Linked DNA regions of Zea mays: all the other regions are linked to region 3. A link is a contact called in public Hi-C data. All regions are on one chromosome and are shown on one strand. Each heading gives the region's core, a stretch centred on a gene start, on an enhancer-like site or on the middle of the called end of the contact. The rest is flanking DNA. Distances are from core to core; before and after follow the strand shown. Region 1 holds the start of LOC103641061. Region 2 holds the start of LOC100281425. Region 3 holds the start of LOC100283760 (acyl-CoA thioesterase/ catalytic/ hydrolase, acting on ester bonds).

Region 1 (3,702 bases), core at 784-3,283, 220 kb after region 3:
AATGGTCGACTGCAAAAGTGTACAGTGAACAGTGCGGACTGCGCGCGCAGAGTCAGAGCAGGCGCCAGAAGGCGCACCGGACAGTGAACAGGACATGTCCGATGCACCACCGGACTGTCCGGTGGCCCCACATGTCAGAGCTCCAACGGTCGAACCCTAACGGTTGGGTGATGTGGCTGGCGCACCGGACAGTGTCCGGTGCGCCCTTCGACTGCAGCCTTCCCCAATGGCCACTTTGGTGGTTGGGGCTATAAATACCCCCAACCACCGACACTTCAAGGCATCCAAGTTTTCAGCCAACACATTCAATGCAAGAGCTAGTGCATTCAATACAAGACACAAATAGATTGAATCAAAATCTCTCCAAGTCCCAATTCCACTCAAAAGCATTAGTGACTAGAAGAGAGAGTTTTGTCGTGTTCTTTGAGCTCTTGCGCTTGGATCGCTTTTCTTCTTCCTCCATTCTTGTTCTCAACTCACTTGTAATCAAAGCAAGAGACACCAAGTTGTGGTGGTCCTTATAGTGGACTAAGTGTCCCGTTTGATTGAAGAGAAAAGCTCACTCGGTCTAAGTGACCGTTTGAGAGAGGGAAAGGGTTGAAAGAGACCCGGTCTTTGTGACCACCTCAACGGGGAGTAGGTTTGCAAGAACCGAACCTCAGTAAAAACAAATCATTGTGTCATCCGTTCTTATTCGCTTGTGATTTGTTTTCGCCCTCTCTTTCGGACTCGATTATATTTCTAACGCTAACCCCGGCTTGTAGTTGTGCTTAAATTTATAGATTTCAGATTTGCCTATTCACCCCCTTCTAGGCGACTTTCAATTGCGTGGGGTAAGTTTTCGAATCATCGCATTAAATGCGCATGTCTCCACGATTCCCGTGATCTTGGACTGATGCTGGGCTTGGGTTGTCCTCCTGTCTGAGACGGGCTCGGACGAGGCAGAAACCGCCATTCCATGAAGAGAGGATCTCGGGCGAGACGAGGATTTCTCCGAGTGCTGCCCTTGCTCGAGGACAGGCTCGGGTGAGGCGGAGTTTTGAACTACCGTCGAGCGAGGTCTTAGGCGAATCGTGATTCGTCCTTTCTTGACCTTGGAAATGTCTTATGATTTTTTCGATAGTTAGGTGTTAAACATGTTTAGAGGTATAATCTGAGTACCTCTAATTATAATACTTGATATATATATACATATATACATAAACATGTATTAAATATTGTATGAATCTATTAAAACGTTAAAACAGATGGATTAGACGGAAGGAGTACAAGATCTTGCTCTTCGTCGTCCGTTTGTCACTGACCGCCTATGCTGACCATACGTGATTATGACACGTGTGTTGTTTGCCGCTGACGTCCTGTTTTGTTTTTCAATATGCTGACCATACGTGATTGTGACACGTGTGCTACTACGTCGTGTTGAATTATGACACGGGTGCTACTACAAACGAGACATCGTGCTACCCTTAAAGCAATCGTAGGAGACGACTTATGCCAAGTGATGGTAAAGCAATAATGTATGACTTTCGATCCATATTCTATACATGATCTACACATAAATTAAAAATTACATAAACAGCGTAAATAGACAACCGTTTGTTATTTATATTATTTGTACGTGTTTTTAATACACATATAAAGAATAATTATCTATGGAATATATATACAACCTTAATTAATATAAGATTTTTTGACAAAACACCACAGATTTAATATAGGATTTCTTGACATGACTTTATTTAGAGGTTAATTATCAAAACAAAGTAGACAGTTTTTTTATAAAGAGTCCGTCTTTAAACGATTATTCATATATATTGTCTATTCATTACAATTATGATCTAGAGACCTAGACTTATATTATATGCTGTTTCTTGTACTTAGAAGAAAATCGATACCTTGTCTTACATGCCCTGCTAGGTAACCAATGCTATGTCACGTGCTGCTTGATTTCTTGTGCTTTGATTGATTAGGGAACGAAACAAACATATAGACGGCTATATGTATAGGCTGGTGGAGTAGGAGTGATATATAGTACTCCCTCTGTTTCTTTTTATTAGTCGCTAGATAGTACAAAATTGCACTATCCAGCGACTAATAAAAAGAAACGGAGGGAGTAATTAATTAGCACAAGCAACAGAAATAAACAAAACATGTCGCTGTCACCTGCTCCGATGCCTTTGATTGCAGTGGGTGGTGTGGATCATCAGAAGCGCATCCAAGGTCAGGTCAGGTGTGTGGGGGCATGGCATGGCAGGTATGGAGGAGTTGCTGACGCTGCTGTTCAACGCGCTGCTGCTGGTGTTCGTGGTGAAGCTCTTGCTGGCCTTGTTCCACACCAAGATCATCGTCATCCTCCTCTACATCCTCGTCCTCCTCTTCGCCATGCTCCTCTCCGGCAGATTCCCCGGTTGATATTATCTACTCATACTCCCCCATCTGAGTTGTTCTCGCTTGTAGCCCTGCCCTGTATCACGTCTACTATTAAAGTAACCTCCATTCACAAATACTATCATATACACAGATTGTCTTCGATTGATTGATCTGTTGGATTGGATTGGATCTGAAAGGAGCCGGAAATGGGGAAAAATGAGGAGTAAGAAGAGAAAAGGGAGCGCCGCCGCGAGGGAAAGGGCCAAGGAAAGGGAAGGCTCTTCTTTTGCCCTCCCAGCGAAACCAAGCCCCGTTCTGGAAGGGAGGCGGAGACCTTTCGTTGCACAGCACAGCACAGCCACCGTGTAACTGCCGGAACACGGATGGGGATCCGCCGTTGCATTCTCTCTTCTCCACACCATAAGCAGGACACCGATGCTATTTCCACTACACCATAAGCAGTGATGGTATCATAGTTTCTCATTCAGCCGCACCCCTTTCACTCTACTGGTTATCTTTTTTTCCTCCTATAAGCCGCGATGTTAATGTTGTGAGGTAATGAGAATCAGAATCAAACATGCAGCTATAAACGGTAAAAGGAGAGAAATCATAATCAAAGCATGGCCAATTCCCACTAGTCCTTAGGCATACATAATGCATAGCCATAAACTGAACTAGTTTTTTTTCCCTGGCATCCACAGCTTTATTTAGCAACAATTAAAATCTCTAAACTAAGATTTGCTTAAGAAAAGCAGCCATACTCAAAAAGCTTAACAAAAGACAGTATGCCATTATTTTTTCACATCTTCATGTACAAAAGCTTGTATCATCCATTAGTTAAGTTTACCATGTGTTTAGAATATAGGCTGCATTGCTGCAATATTAAGAGAGAGAGAGAGAAGGCGACGATGTACCTTAATGAGTTGGGTAAAGCTATTAAGTGATTCATATGCTTGAGAGTCTGGTACAGAGCTTTCATTTTCTTTTGTACTGTATAGGATAGTTTGTTTTATTCTTGTTTGCTTTCTTCTTCTTCTGCAATTTTTCAGCCTAACTTTTTTTTTTGTTTTGATCCACTCTTTTGCTTTTCTTTCTCCTTCAGTCCAGCTACATGTTTGAATGGTTCAGTTAAACTAAATGATTCTTCAACGCTAGGCTTGCTAGCATCCACATTAGGAGTTCCTCGGGTTTCTTCTTCTTCCCCTTGCTTACTCACTCTATGAAGTGCCTCTTCCACAAGCAAGTAGCAGTCTTCATATTCAGCAGCTCTTGAAGCTAGTGGAAGAAGTCTTTGGCAAGGATTTTTTTTTACCCAAGTGTGGCATCTAAATT
Region 2 (3,831 bases), core at 689-3,188, 190 kb before region 3:
CGTAGAGGTCGGCGCGGGGCGCGGGCAGGCGTCGCTTGCGCGCGGCGGCGACGAGCACCTGCGCGAAGCTGGTGAAGGGGCTGCCCTCGGGCGGGACGCGGACGTAGAGGCGCGTGCCCATGAAGAAGAGCGCGCAGGAGAGGCCCATGAGCGTGGCCGGCACGGCCAGCCCCAGCGCCCAGCTGACGTCGCTCTGGAGGTAGATGATGACGGTGGCGGAGACCATCATGGCGATGGTGAAGGTGAAGTAGTACCAGTTGAAGAAGCTGTTGATGCCCCGGCGGCCGGCTGGGGTGCGCGGGTCGAACTGGTCGGCGCCGAAGGCCAGGTTGCAGGGCCGGATGCCGCCGGCGCCGACGGCCAGCAGCGCGAAGGAGGCGAGGAGCACGGCCATCTGGAGGGACGAGGGGCCGCCGGTGGTGCTGCTGTTGGCGGCAGGGTGGAGCGACGGCACGGCGGCGGTGAGGGTGAGGACGATCATGCCGAGGAAGGAGGCCATGGAGGCGAAGGCGATGGTGGCGTAGCGGCCCATGTAGGTGTCGCTGAGGAAGGCGCCCAGGAGCGGCGCCAGGTTGACGGTGCCCGACCAGAGGCTGAGCAGGGTGGCGGCGCTGGCGCCCGACATGCCGTACACGGTGGTGAGGTACACCAGCAGGTTGGCCGTGGTGCCGATGGTGCCCAGCTTCTCGCACGTCTCGTTCCCTGCAGCGCGCGTCGTCATCGTCATGCATGCATGCACATGAAGAAGCCATGATCGATCGATATGATGCTCGATCGGTTAGCGATTGCACAGGACGTCAGGACGTCGTTCGTTCGTGGATCTTTAACTTTTGGGAGCTCGATGAACGCAACTCAACAAGCAGCCTTGCTGGGTGCCACGCAGGCACGCAATTATTGGATTCGCTTTTTTGTACTGGGTGAGTCGTGACTCGTGAGTGCACGCAGCCACACACCGACAGACACACGCACTGCACGGGCGTGGCTGTGCATGGCAAGCCACCCGTACGTGGTCTCCATGGATAGGAGGACCACAGTCAGGACCATCCCCCGTTGTCTCACCAACACCCAATATATATGTAACAAGTGTACATATAGTCTTCAAATTTAGCAACAAGAGCATGTTTAAGTGTAGAATTAGCTAATACTCCGGTTAGCTATTTTTTGCTAGTAGAATTAGCTGGCTAACTATTAGTTGATTTTAGCAGGCCGGGTTGAACCAGCTAACAAACTAATGAGTACTTGGTAGTGTAGCTAATTTCAGCTAGATTGAACGAGCTAATGAACTAATGTGTATTTGATAGTGCAGCAAATACCCTCTCGGTACTTTTTTTTATTTGTCACATGTTTAATTCAAAAATAAACTGGCGGACAACGAATATCCGAGAACGGATGTAGTAGTTAGCTAAAAACAACTAATAGTTAAACTATTAGCCGTGGTGTTATATCTAGCTAATTTTATATAACTATTTGGCTCTAATACGTACACGCATCTAATAAACAGGGCCTTAGCAAAACTCACACTCACCTATGACGTAGGGCATGGCCTTCCATCCACGGTAGTTCTGCTCTGGCAGCTCGCCGCCGCCGCCGGCGTCGTCTGAGAGCTGCTCCTCCACCATCTTCTTCGTGGTGGTGGTCATGGTGTCGTCCACGGCGGCGTACGGCGGCTTGTCGTCCACCTGCCGCTTATGGTCGGCCGCTCCTTCCATATTGATTCTATATATATATGATGATGGTTCGAGAAGAAAGAGGAGAAGAAGAGGAGGAGCGAGCTAGGAGGAGCGAGCCACATACCGGGTCGGCCGTATAAATAAGCGACGAGGATGGATGGGTCTGGCGTGCTCTATCTACAGGAGACTCCATATCTACACAGTGTTATACACATCCGCATACACGGTGTTGATGGAGTTAAGGGCGGAAGCCAGATTGGCTCTCTTGCATAGACAGCAGGGTAAAATAAAATTTTGTTAACATATATCTTAAATTTATTATGTATTTCCTTTAAAATTGTATAATATCCTTTATGTTTGATAGAGTGTGCTATTTTTCAGATGGCTTCGCCCGTGGATGGAGTTGGCCTGATCGAGTAGCTAGCTGCTCCATCCGCAAGCTGCTTGCTGCGATTGCATGGCCATCACTGTCGAGCAGTATATATCGCGCAGCACCGCCCGCTCGTCGGCTACCAAGCGTACACACACAACGTGCGCCGTAGATAGTCGACAGTTGATGTGACATACAACTTGTACTAGCTACTAGATACAAATCTCCTATTACATTACATTAGAACCAGCTAGTAGCTCTTAATGCATGCATGTGTTAGTGTTATTATTATATATATAAGGCCTCGTTTAGTAGAGCTTTCTATGATTCTCTGGCTCCAAAAACTAATTTTTCAATAAAGTGATTTCAAATGTTTCTTAAGTAGAAATAAATCTATTTGACAAAAATCGTTGGCAAATTGTGCGTGAAGTGATTCTCGAGGGGTTGAAATGTGGGAAGCAGGTTCGGAGCAGTGGGAAGCGGGTTTTTTTTGCTCTCACTCTCTAGTATAAAATGGAGACTAGATTGACTTCACTCACACCATGGAGCAACTCAATTCTTAGCCGTTTAGCTTCCTAAAAGTGATTGTCGCTGGAGCAGAGCCGTGTGAGATCTGCCAAACGCCCCCTAATACTACTACTCACTACCGGAATTCGGCTCTTTGCCGAGTGCCAAATGTTTTGCCGGGTGTATTTTTTCCGGGCACTCGGCAAAAAGCTCTTTGTCGAGTGCCAAACAAAAAAACTCTCGGTAAAAGAAAATACTCGGCAAAGAATATTTTTGTCGAGTGTTATATTTTTGACACTCGGTAAAGAACCTCTTTGTCGGCAAAGAGCTTCTTTACCGAGTGTTTTTTTGAACACTAGGCAAAGACAATTTAAAAATCATATTTTAAAGCAGTAAATCAATTTAAATGAAAACTATGTTTGAATTTAAAAATTAAAATTTTCAAACTACCTCGGATGGAAAACCCACCAAAATAAAAATTTGTTGGTCTTGAAATGTATTGAAACTTTGTAATTGATAATTTTTTTGATTTGAATTCATCTTATCATGAAAAAATTCGTGTGATGTTTTCAAATTTGAAATTCAAATTTTGTAAACGACCTCGGATGTAGAAACTATCAAAATAGAACTTGTATATCTTAAAAAGTTATGCAACTTTATAGTTGGTCATATTTTCAAATGAATTCATTTAGTACCTCAAATAATCAAATTACTCTCGATTTATTATATTACATGTGGAATGAAAACATAATATAGACATAATTGATATAGTAGTGTAGTGGTAAATGAAGGTATGCGCAAGATATATGTTGCGAGTTCGAATCTCACCATTCACAAAACATCTAAATTAGATTCAAAATAATAATGAAAAATGATAATGGGCAGTAGTTGGAGAGTTGTTCTCGTAATTTAAAAAATGTTTTGCTGTTTTTTGGAGTTTTTGTGATTCTTAATTTACTGAGTGCTTTTCGAGATCCGAAAAAAGTACTCGGCAAAGAACACTTTGCCGATAAAATGTTTGCCGAGTATTCGTTGCTGAATGTAAAATAGTCTTACTTGGTAAATAACGCGAGTCGGATAATGACTACTACAGTGCATGCATGATCGAATGAAGAGCTGGCGAACTGAAGCAGAATCTGGAAACCAAAAAAGCTAAGAAAGCAGCCGCGCCGGCAGTCCACACAAGCTGACGTTCGTGTGGCTCATTGCATCTCCACACCTTATCTTATCAGTTCGTCACTACTGGCCCTGGTCGTGCGGCCGGTATGTATGTAGTGGCAGGCG
Region 3 (3,291 bases), core at 698-3,197:
ATTGTCATAGTCGTGTGTTGTCGTTGCTCCTTGTAAGAATGGACCGTTTCGACTCGATCAATCTGATCTGATCTTTCCAAAAAAATTCAACCCGATTAATGCAACGAACAGATATGGAACATAGTTTTCGACCCGTAATAATCCACGCACGGGACACGTGCCGTTATTTTTGACCTAAAATCCGACCCAACCCGAAAAAACCCGATCTAAAGCCAAAAAACCGATCCGAGACGTCCATTAGGGAAGCATTAGTCAATTTGACCTGACACGAGGCAAGGGCCGCATCAAACAAACCATGACCCGACTCAAACCTGATTTGACCCGAAGTTTGAACATGTCTAACATTACCACTCTTTGGTCCAAATCGCAGTTTTTTTATTGTTGTTGTAAGTTTTTAAAAGAAAAGAAAAGACAAAACACATTACTCCTATCCATATAATTTGCCTTTTCGGGTTGTCCTAAGTCAATCAATATTAACTTTGATCGATTATACTAAATGTCATAAGATTATACTGGATGTCATAAGATTTTTTTTCATGTGTTTTTATTGTGAAAATGAATTGATTCTTATAAAATTTCTAGATAATCTTTATAAAAATCCATATGTTCCAAAGTAGGCCTGAACTATCATATATGTGGTTCCTTTGGTTTAAATATTTTAATCTTATATATTATATATTATTGTTCAAAGTTTAAATAATGTAGTTGAGAACAAACAAATCTAGAAAGACACTCGTTTGGACGGATAGTAGAGTACAGTATAGAACGGAGGTAAAATCATTTGTCCAAAACGTAACGGATGGTGTGGGTGCCTGGAAAAAAATTTGCTGCAGCCTGGCTGCAAACCAAGATTCTCATAAAAAGGAGGATATACTCCACCTGCAGGTCCACCAGGTAACGTTTTAGTTGTGTTATTAATCTGCGGGTGAGGTCTATCCTTCTTTTTATGAGTGGCTGCAGCAAATTTTTTTTCCAGGTGACTAACCGAACTTAGAATTAGGTAGCTTGTTTTCGTCGTCGTCACGTAGTCATAGGGTCTACTATATATAGAAAGTGATGTTTGATTTCTATAGACTAATTTTTAGTAGCTCTTTTTATTCTATTTTATTTTATTCTATTTTAAGCCTTAAATGATACACGTTCAGCGTCGGCCGACCACTGAAAAAAAAATATTGTCCTTGTTGATGTGGTCTAAAAGAAAATTGAGTACAATTTAGAACGGAGGTAAAATAATGGGTCCATAACGTAAGCTAGGGGTGGTCGTGGTGCCTAATAATAATTTATAATTAGCTGGATAGGCACGTTCGTCGTCGCTCGCTGTCTTTAGTCAGTTTGCTAAAAAAATAATTAAGCGAAAAATACTACTTGTAATAATAATCGTCATCGCCGTGGGGGCGCGCCGGGCTGCGGGCGGCGGCGCAACGTACCTGCGTCGAACGGCCGACGTGGAGCGGGGCGGCGCGGACGAGGACGACGTCTCCCACCTTGGCGCTGCGGAAGTGGTTGATGGTGAGGCTGACGCCGGCAACCCGGCGGAAGCCCGACGCCATGTGCGCGCCCATGCTGGCCAGGCCCTCCGCCACCAGCGCCGACACGCCGCCGTGGAGCACCTGGAACGGCTGCGGTGCCGTGCGGTGCGGGCAGGGCATCAGAATCGATCAAACGACGAGCGCACGCACTCGATCGATCGATCAATGGACGTACGTACCGTACCTGGCAGCACCTGGGTGTGACGGGGAGCCGGCCGGTGACCTGCGACGGCGACACCTCCTCGATCTGGAAGCCGATGGAGTGCAGCACGGGGTCAAGCTCCGCCGTCTTATTCGGCGGCGGCTGACGATGATCCATGGGCGCGATATGATGGATGGAATGGAAGCTAAGGATATGGAATGGATGGATGAAGGGGATTATATTATTGAGAGGAAGAGGACGAGAGGTTGGGTGACGTATTGTATGTAGCCTATTAATGACGTGCGGGCTGTGTGCCTGCTATAATAGTGGGCAAACAAAGAAGCAATTAACCACCAGTCCACTACCACTACCTGTCGTCTTCCGTTTGTTACTAGACACTAGTCAGCTTAATTTCTTTCCCTCAACCTCCTGAAAGAACGATGATGAAGAAGCTCATCATACGTAACGCTGCCGTCACCCACACCTCACCGGCTCACTTCAACTGGGGAGTTGTCTCCGGCCCGGTCCGGCCCACACCTAACGTTCAGTAGTTCCTTCACCTGGTGGAACGGAACGGAACAGAACGGAACGGAACAGAAGGAAGAAGGCCTTCTTTGCCTTTGGCCCACCCACGCTGAATGCAGCAGGCTTTAAGCCCACTGATTATTGTATTAAGCAATCTCGGCATATTATGCGCAAGCACATCATCATATCTACGTGTTTATATATATATATATATATATATATATATATATATATATATATATATATATATATATATATATATATATATATATATATATATATATATATATATATATATATATATATATATATATATATATATATGAGGCAACATTCACTGTCGCCTTGGTTTACAAGTTGAAAGGCAAAGAAGGCTCGATTTGGTTGTTACATTACATCTTTCTATTTTTAACTAATCCAAATCAAGTCTATCTTTTTATCTTTTTAACATGGAAGATGACGACGTGTGACTGTAATCTTCACTAGAGACTGCACTATTTTACATAGGCCACTGTCATTATTTATAGCCATGTTTCTCCATTACTTCACTAGCAAGCGAGCTCGTCTCCATTCTATACTTGTCACTCGTCATCACCTTCCTTATTGGCAGTAACATCTCCATTGCTCATCTTAGTGTCCTTCCCTGCTGGGTCTGCTGCTCCTTTGCTATTTGTTGCCTCGTCTTTCTCTTTGGCCTCTTTCTCCTTCGCCTCCTCCGCTTCCTCCTTGGCCGCCCTAGCGTCAGCTAGTGCCTTAGCAGCAGCAGCAGCAGCAGCATCCTCCTTGGCCTGCTTCAGAGCCTCCACAAGACTCTCCAGACACGCGTTGGCGTCCCTCCGCTTCTTCTTCTTGGACATGGGCATCAGGTTCTCGGCCACGTCTGCCGGCGACATGTCCGTCTCCTCGAGCAGCTTTTCTATCTGGCCGAACAGCTCGTGCGGCTCCTCGACATCCAGGTAGTTCTTGGCGAGCACCTTGAAGGTCCGGAAGCGGCAGTAGGACATCTCGATGTGCCTGTCCATCCTGCCCCGCCGGATCAGCGCCGGGTCCAGCTTGTCCTTGTGGTTGGTTGTGAAGATGATGATGCGCTCGCCG

Evidence for each region. Hi-C and Micro-C count contacts between places; a contact is called where the count stands out from the background.
Region 1: a contact with region 3 is called in a Hi-C map of bundle sheath, with 3 times the contacts expected there. The contact joins the promoter of LOC103641061 here to the promoter of LOC100283760 in region 3. A contact is called at or near these places in 6 of 25 Hi-C or Micro-C datasets (bundle sheath, ear, leaf and 2 more).
Region 2: a contact with region 3 is called in a Hi-C map of tassel, with 1.9 times the contacts expected there. The contact joins the promoter of LOC100281425 here to the promoter of LOC100283760 in region 3. A contact is called at or near these places in 5 of 25 Hi-C or Micro-C datasets (ear, endosperm, leaf and 2 more).

The regions. Positions count from the first base shown.
Region 1 is chr1:184,898,325-184,902,026 of Zm-B73-REFERENCE-NAM-5.0, forward strand. It overlaps LOC103641061, which reads left to right and starts at 2,034. Exons shown (of 2, transcript XM_008664460.4): 1 at 2,034-2,407; 2 at 2,522-3,702. The coding sequence starts at 2,248. The coding sequence ends at 2,739.
Region 2 is chr1:184,484,528-184,488,358 of Zm-B73-REFERENCE-NAM-5.0, forward strand. It overlaps LOC100281425, which reads right to left and starts at 1,939. Exons shown (of 3, transcript NM_001154343.2): 1 at 1,795-1,939; 2 at 1,526-1,716; 3 at 1-702. The coding sequence starts at 1,709.
Region 3 is chr1:184,675,204-184,678,494 of Zm-B73-REFERENCE-NAM-5.0, forward strand. It overlaps LOC100283760 (acyl-CoA thioesterase/ catalytic/ hydrolase, acting on ester bonds), which reads right to left and starts at 1,948. Exons shown (of 3, transcript NM_001156659.1): 1 at 1,714-1,948; 2 at 1,428-1,619. The coding sequence starts at 1,848. It overlaps LOC100383595 (AAA-ATPase ASD mitochondrial), which reads right to left. Exons shown (of 1, transcript NM_001176243.1): 1 at 2,549-3,291. The coding sequence ends at 2,778.